Linked DNA regions of Gossypium hirsutum: region 2 is linked to region 1. A link is a contact called in public Hi-C data. All regions are on one chromosome and are shown on one strand. Each heading gives the region's core, a stretch centred on a gene start, on an enhancer-like site or on the middle of the called end of the contact. The rest is flanking DNA. Distances are from core to core; before and after follow the strand shown.

Evidence for each region. Hi-C and Micro-C count contacts between places; a contact is called where the count stands out from the background.
Region 2: a contact with region 1 is called in a Hi-C map of leaf, with 1.7 times the contacts expected there. The contact joins the promoter of LOC107901560 here to the promoter of LOC107901557 in region 1. A contact is called at or near these places in 10 of 34 Hi-C or Micro-C datasets (callus, leaf and seedling).

What each region holds. Positions count from the first base shown.
Region 1 is chrD06:21,415,357-21,419,368 of Gossypium_hirsutum_v2.1, forward strand. LOC107901557 (protein ROLLING AND ERECT LEAF 2) reads right to left here and starts at 1,926. Exons shown (of 4, transcript XM_016827612.2): 1 at 592-1,926; 2 at 1-150. The coding sequence starts at 1,579.
Region 2 is chrD06:21,744,487-21,748,498 of Gossypium_hirsutum_v2.1, forward strand. LOC107901560 (60S ribosomal protein L37-1) reads left to right here and starts at 2,303. Exons shown (of 4, transcript XM_016827616.2): 1 at 2,303-2,505; 2 at 2,600-2,735; 3 at 3,826-3,927. The coding sequence starts at 2,503.

The DNA of each region.
Region 1 (4,012 bases), core at 676-3,175:
CCCATGCTAGCAACTTATCCAGGACAGTGGCGTGAGACTCGTGCTCTTCAGAATCAAACTCATCCTTCCTGTCTTCAATGTTTGTCATACCTCTGAAAGAACTATTCCATGTAATGACACGCATTACCCTCGCGGAATGATCAATATGTCCTACGATCAGTGAGATCATTACATTAAAGATAAAGCAATTCTCTTTCTAATTGCAACTACAAATTGCAGGACAAGATCTGCACAAAAAATTAATAACTTTGAGATCATTTCAACTATTCCATTTTACTCGATAAAAAATAGCAGCTTTGTTTTGTGGTAAAGAATAAAGTATAAAGATGTAAGGTCAAGGCCAGATTAAAACATAAAGGTAAAGCACAACAAGATCTAAATGCAAAGACACCACTTTACACAAAAAGTCCATTAAATCATTTAAAAATACAAAAAAGAAAAGTTTCCCCCAGATCCAAACAGTCGTTCACATAAAATTGCAGTGAAAACCTAAATTTATGAAATTCAACTAGGTGCAGAACAGGAAACAGGGAAAACCTAAACTGTCACAATCAAAACATATTAGGCAACTTAGAAAAGCAAGCAGGTTACCTCGATTATCAGCAAAATTGGAATGATAATGCAACCTGGTAGCCTCCAGCATCTTAGAAACCTCTTGAGCACTCTCTGAGCATTTCAAGAAATGGTCATCAATCTCATTCAAAACCAGCATCAAATTCACACTAGAAACGGTCTTCACCATTCGCATGAAATCTGCCGGAGCCGTTTTCGAATGCTCCATCTGTACCTGTTGTTTCCCCTTCACATCATCCTCCACCGCCACCTTCTCCGGCCTCTCCGGAGTCTTGGGCTCAATCTCACTATCGGCTCCGCCATGGCTATTAAACCCCACACCACCCACATTGTTAGCGAAAGGTTCAGCATTTCTACCCTCGGTCTCGTTGTCATTGTTGTCCAAATCCAAGCTCGGACCCGGCATGTTATTGTCGACCATAAAGAAGTAATCCCAAGCCATGTGTTTAGCTTCCGGCATCGGCGGCGGGTGGTGGGTCACATTGTTGTTCTCCGATGTCGACGCCGTCATATCTTCCCTATTATGCCCTCGTGAGTCTTTCCTGAGACCTTCATTATGATTTTTTTCAAGCACCTCGTTTTCTACATGATTTTCTTCTTCTTCTTCTTCTTCTTCAATAGCGAGAGAAGAATCGAACTCCTTGCGACTCTTGATGGGCATTTCTGGCATGCTGAGGGCGCGTTTGATGGGAGCGACGGGGCTAGGGGAGAAGTTAGGAAGCGGAGGAGGTGGAGGAAGGTTGTCCATCATAGGAGGCGGAGGAGGCGGCTGAGGAGTGGAGTCAAGTGGAGGAATCCCACGTGGTTGTTCTTCGAGGGGCTCTTCAGCTTCCCCATGACCGTAGTCACTCAAGGCAGCGCCGGTGTTCTTCAACGAAATGGCGTACCCAGAGTGACCGGCGGCGAAGGCGTTTCGAGTTACGACCGCATCTTTCATCAAGTTCTTCCGGTCCTTGCATCGAACCACCGATTCTTCGTTCTCTATTCTGGACTGGGCACACCCCATTTTTAGCAGAAACAATTGGCCCAGTTAGCAACCACCGGCTCCGACAGCCAAATAAACCCAATGCTGCGCCGTTCGCGGTGGTTCTTTCGGCTATTATCTTTAGATATTTCGTTTGGGGATTAGAAATATTGAGAGTGGGATACTGCCAAGGATAGAACAGCGAGAAAACGAGAAGACAAAGGCAAATAGTGCAGCAGAGCAGCGCAGAGCTGAGGGAAAGAGAGTGATGAGAGTGGGGTATATGCATTTGTACTCGCTGTCCTTTTCTCTATATTTTTAAATTAACGGTCACATTATTTTATTAAAAAAAAAAGCAATAACGTTTCACGACGGCGTTTTATTGCTGATATATATGGTTACTTCTACTTTTACTCCCTATATTATTTTTATGGTTAAGATATGCAACAAGTCCCTATACTTTTCGAAAATTAAGAATTTAGTCTATATACTTAAATTTTAATAGAATTTAGTCTCTTTATTTTTTAGATTTCAAAATTTAGGTCCAATTATTAATAATTTTAATTTTTTTTGTTAAATTTGTTGCTATAATATTTTTCAAATAAAAAAAACTCACTTAATAGCCATGTAACTAAAAGAAGACTTTGTAATTAACTCGAATTTAACAAAAAAATAAAAGTTAACAATGTTTAATAGTTAGACCTGAAATTTAAAATTTAAAAAATAGAGAAATTAAATTTTATAAAATAAAAATATAAAGACTAAATTCTCAATTTTCAAGAATTTTGTGGCACATTTTAAACTATTTTTATTATACTTCTTTTAAGATAACTTTGATTTGTAATATCTAAAAGAATGAAGATAGCTATTTTTAACATAAATAATACATGAATTTTAAATCCGGGTTTACAAAAAAAAACCTCGAAATCTAAGGTTTTTTTGTCGGTTATTAGGTTTGGAGTTGTTTTCCTACGAGCTCTTCAATTTTTTTCATTGAAGTTTTTGTGTGAAAAATAAGATAGAAACAAATAGATTTTAAGTTTTTCATTAAAAAAAAACTTAAATAAATAATATTTAATATTTTTTTTAGATTTTATTAGTTAAAAAGTGTCATGTGTCAAAAAATAATTAGTAAAGTATTTTTTAAAGTAATTTGAGTAATGGAGCATAATTTAAGTATCACTTATAACTAAAAACAAAATTTAAAGATCAACTTAACAAAAATGTGTATAATTTAAATACTATTTCATAGTTTAAGTCTTACTAAAAAAATAATTCATACATAATTTCCGCAACATGAAAATCCAACTAAAACATAAAATGGTAAATTCCACCCATGGTCACTTTTGTTTATCTTATGTTACATTTTAGTCACTTATGTTTGAAATGTTACGTTTTAGCCATTTATGTTATTGTGTTGTAACATTTTAGTTACTGATCTGTTAATTGCCGTTAACGGTGTAATGATAAACTGATGTGGCACGTTAAATAATCATTTCAAACAAAAATTTTAGGTAAAATTATATAATCGATCCCCATTTTTTTTTCTTTTTGAGTAGTTTAATTTTTTTCTTTTATGTTCTTTAAACTTTTCTTTCTTTTTTTTTCCAGTCTCTTCTGTTTCTCCCTCTGTTTTCCTACCTTCTCCATTTCTTTTAACATATCAGGAAGTTGAATTGGCAGTGAAGAAAGAAACAGGAAGTTGAAAGCCATCATTGCCTATAACCAAAACCCATATCATGCTTCTTTCTTCACTGTCAATTCGACTTCTTGATATGTTAAAAGAAAATTTTAAATTGCTCAAAACGAAAAAATATGGAGACTAATTGTATAATTTAACTTAAATTTTTTGTTTGAAATGATGATTTAACGTGTCACTTTAGCTTACTGTTACACCGTTAACGGCAATTAACGACTTAGTGACTAAAATATTACAACAGGATAATGTAAGTGGCTAAAATGTAACATTTCAAACATAAGTGATTAAAATGTAACCTAAGGTAAACAAAAGTGACCATTAATGTAGTTTACCCAACATAAAAATTTCAAGTAATCAACTTTTACCAGCTTGCCATTGGCCAACTCCAGTTTCGTTTTGTTTTTTAGCTCTATTATTAGATAACATTCCTATATAAAAGATTATTGTAGTAGATAAAAAGTAAAAATGAAAACAAACACAGTTAAAAAGGTAGCAACGAATAATCTCCATGGATTAGGTATTAGGTGAGCAGAAATTAGAGAGAGGAGAGAAGCTTAATAGATGAGTATATATTTTTGATATATTGTATGTCCAATAGATACATCAGGATCTAAAATCCTAAAAGCTCGAAATAACAGCTTTTATTTTTTGTTATGCATGCTATAATACATATTTTTTTAACATTAATTTTATTATAAATTCTTATCATATCTGTTTTTTATGCAATGTTTAAAATTAATTATAATAATGAGTTTTAATATATTCGAACCTATATT
Region 2 (4,012 bases), core at 1,053-3,552, 330 kb after region 1:
GACGATCCTACGTCGTTTTTATCTATAAATAATAATCCAACAATACACAATATCAAATCACATTCAATTACAAAGTCATTCATATTTTTCAATTTATTCAATTTAGTCCCTAAACCTGAGACAAACAAAACTTTCAATCTAGAAAATCAAATTAAAATCTAATTTCACATATATTCGTTAAGGACCTTCTACTTTCTACTCCTATCGACATTTCATAACAAACTTTCATTTTATTTAATTTGGCCCCCAATGTACGAAACTAACAATTAAGCTTTACAATTTAGTCCTTTTCATATACTAAGCTTAATTTCTAACAATTTAAAACCTAAATCATTCAATTATCAACAATATAATCTTATCAAAACTTCACCATTTGATCAAATTGACCATTGGGTTAGCTTAATCAAGCTCCTAAGATGAAAAAAATCTATAAAAATCAAAGAAAAATGGCTACGGACTTAAATTAAAGACTAAAAGCTTCAAATACCCTAGCAATGGCGTTCTTCTTCTTTTTCACTTATGGTCGGTTGGAGAAGATGAAGTTATCTCTCCATCCACCAATTCTCATTTTTATAGTTAGATTAATGATTAATTAACTTTAACTAATCATGTTTTAGTTTTAATTAATCTTAATTTACTAAATTAATCTATAATCATCATTACCTTCAACCAGAGAATGTTTAAAAATGGTTTATTAACCATTTTGACCATTTTGATAATTGCAATTTAAGTCCCTAAGTCATTTCCTAATTGAAAATCTATAGCGATTGGACTTTTACAATTTACTTCCTTGACCTCAATTAAACACAATTTTGGCTAAATTTACTATCAAAATTTCTATTCATATGAATATCAACTTTGTAAATATCCCTATTTAATATTTACGGACTCGGTTTGATATTTACAGTCTCGAAACTGTATTTTTCAACATTGCTAGAAATCGAATCTTTATAATTCTTCCCCTTTAAGAAATTTCGTCTTTGAAATTTACTTGACAAGAGGTGAGGAGGTCAAATTCAAAGGGTAAAATATATATTAACACATAATACTATAATGTAAATATTAAAAATATATGTTAAATTATGCTTCCAAAATTTAATAAAAACATAATTATATAAAATTATTAAATATTAAATAAAAACTTCTATATAAACATTTTAATATATATATATATAAATGAACTTAAATGAGTTTAGATTAATCATTTATAGAGGTGTTCATGGGCCTAGTTGGACTGAGTTCAAGTTAAGCTTAAGTATAATATTAACTTACTTTGTGCTTATCAAAACTTGACCCAACTCTAAATATGAACCTAAATTATTACCTAAGCCCACTCATATTTATAGGTAGCTAACCCAAGTCCATTTTATACATTTTTTAAAAGGTAAATTATATTATTTTAAATTTAATATTTAATAGATTTATTTTTTTTAATTATAAAATTTTTTATATATAGTCAGCTTAATATTTTTTGATCTTTACATTATAGTATTACTTATTACTATAAAATTAATTTTTATATTTTATAAATTACATAATACATATAAAATTAACCCAATATAATATATTAAAGACTTGGATTAACGAGTTGGTCTGAGTCAAGATTGGGCTCAAACATTTAAGGCCCGAGCCTAACCCATATTTTAAATGAGTTTTTTTTGCTAAACTCATTTTTCGAACCTAGTAATTTTATCCAAATCCTCCTAAATTTTGAATGGACCTTTAGATTTGAGCAAATAGCTTGATCTTGAAACCAATCTAATCATTTATAAATAGAAGTGAATTTAAATAATGTTATTACCATACATTAATACAGCCCAACCTTATCCATCAACACATAATGGCCAAGTAAACAATCTAACAACAAAAAGTTCCAATTATGTCTTAACAAAATTGGTTACTATGTCATAAATTCTTGCACTCTCCGTAAATTTAGAAATTAGCTCATGTAATTTTATTTTTAAGAATTTAGTCTATTTTTTTTAGAATTCTAAATTCAAGCTCAACTGCTAACACTGTTAAAATTATTTTGTTAAGTTTATGTTCATTACAACATTATTTTTTTAGTTACATGGCTTCATAGTGGTTTTTTTTAATTGTGGTTTTTTTTTAATTTCAAAATATCACAATAACAAATTTAACAAAAAATATTAATAATATTAACAATTAGATTTGATTTTTGAAATCTAAAAAGTAAAAGGACTAAATTTCAAATTTATAAATAGGATAGGGAGCTATGGCATATTTTAACCAGCAAATTTCTCTCCAAGAGTAATTGGAGAATAAGAATTTGGGTTGAATCATGAAACTACAATCCATTAATTTTTCCTACATAATAATAATAAAAAGCCCAAATCCAACCCTAAAATGGAACCCTAAGAACCCATATTCAGAAAATCAACATATATATTTCTTAGATTCATAAACCTAATTTTCCTCAAAAACTTTTCCCTCAATCCCCGCACAGTTCTAGGGTTCTTGTTAGCAGCTGCGACAGAAGAAATGGTATTATAAATTATTATTGTGTATTAATTCTCCCTTTTTTTGGTCATGTTAATGAAGGATCTAAAATTCACTCTAAATTTTGAATATTTTTTAGGGAAAAGGAACTGGAAGCTTTGGAAAGCGAAGGAATAAGACCCACACACTTTGCGTTCGATGTGGACGCCGTAGCTTCCATCTCCAGAAGAGCCGTTGCGGTGCTTGTGGCTACCCTGCCAGCCGCATCCGAAAATGTATGTTTTCTTTTGCATGTTGAATTGAATCATTTTATATTTTAATAATTTCTGGATTGTAGTTTGTTTAGGTGACCTTAGAGAAGGTTCTTAAAAAAATTGAAGAATTCACGAGAATCGATCATCCCATTAAATTTATGGTTTATCTGTATTCTTGATTTTTATTTTAACAGAATGCAAACTGTTGGCATTTTTCTATATTCATTCTCTCAGGCTTTGGTTGATTAGGTAGAAAGTTGGAAAAATGAAGTAGGAGAAAAAAGGAAGATAAAAAATTCATTGGTGTTATACCTGAACCTGAAAACCAACTTGAACAACTAAAATTCAAATCCAATTTGACCAAAGTCAACAACCGGAACTCGAATTGACCAGAATTTGAAGTGACTAGAACTTAAAATATTCAAACCTGTAATGGCTGGACCACTGGAAACCCAAGCCCATACCCATACCCTGAAATGATCCAAATCTGAAATGACCCAAACTTAAAATTGGCATGGCCTGAAATGAACCAAAAGTTGTAAAACCCGAGTTGACCTGATTCAGAATGATCTGATGACACATTCTGCCCAATTGATAGGTCTAATTGGTGTGCTTGATTGGAAAGATGCAATAATGGTAAGGAAAATTTCTTTTCCATCAATTGCATGAAAGAAAAGAAAATGAAAATTTCAAAGAAAATGCAGTGCTGTTAATATGCACACTTAACTTATATCTCTTATTTTCTCTGTTCTTATCATTTCAAGTTGGAATGATATTTTTTATGCATGGGATGAAAATGGTCACTTTTCATATTTTTTCATCTCATTTTCTGTTCTTATTGAGCACACTTAAAATTGATTCTCCTTGCAGTTTTTCAGTCTAAGACTCACATCCTTTATCTTTCATATCGTGGTTCTAGTATAAGTTTTGGGTAAAAATTACAATGTCAAGCAATCTTTTTATGTAATTGTTGTTGAAGATAGCATCCTGGATTTGTTGCTGATATATTTGTTTCAGTCAATTTTGTTTGCTGAACTATGGAACTTTAATTAATGGTAATATAAGCTTGGTGGAGTTATTTGTTGAATTGGCTTTGTGTTTCTGGGTTTAGATAACTGGAGTGTGAAGGCTATTAGAAGAAAGACGACTGGGACAGGCCGCATGAGGTACCTCCGTCATGTGCCCCGAAGGTTCAAAACTGAATTTAGAGAAGGTACTTTTGAGTTTCCTGATTGAATCAAACGAAAACGTGTTTGTTGAATAATATATATAGTGATGTATTATTGTTGAATTTGTTG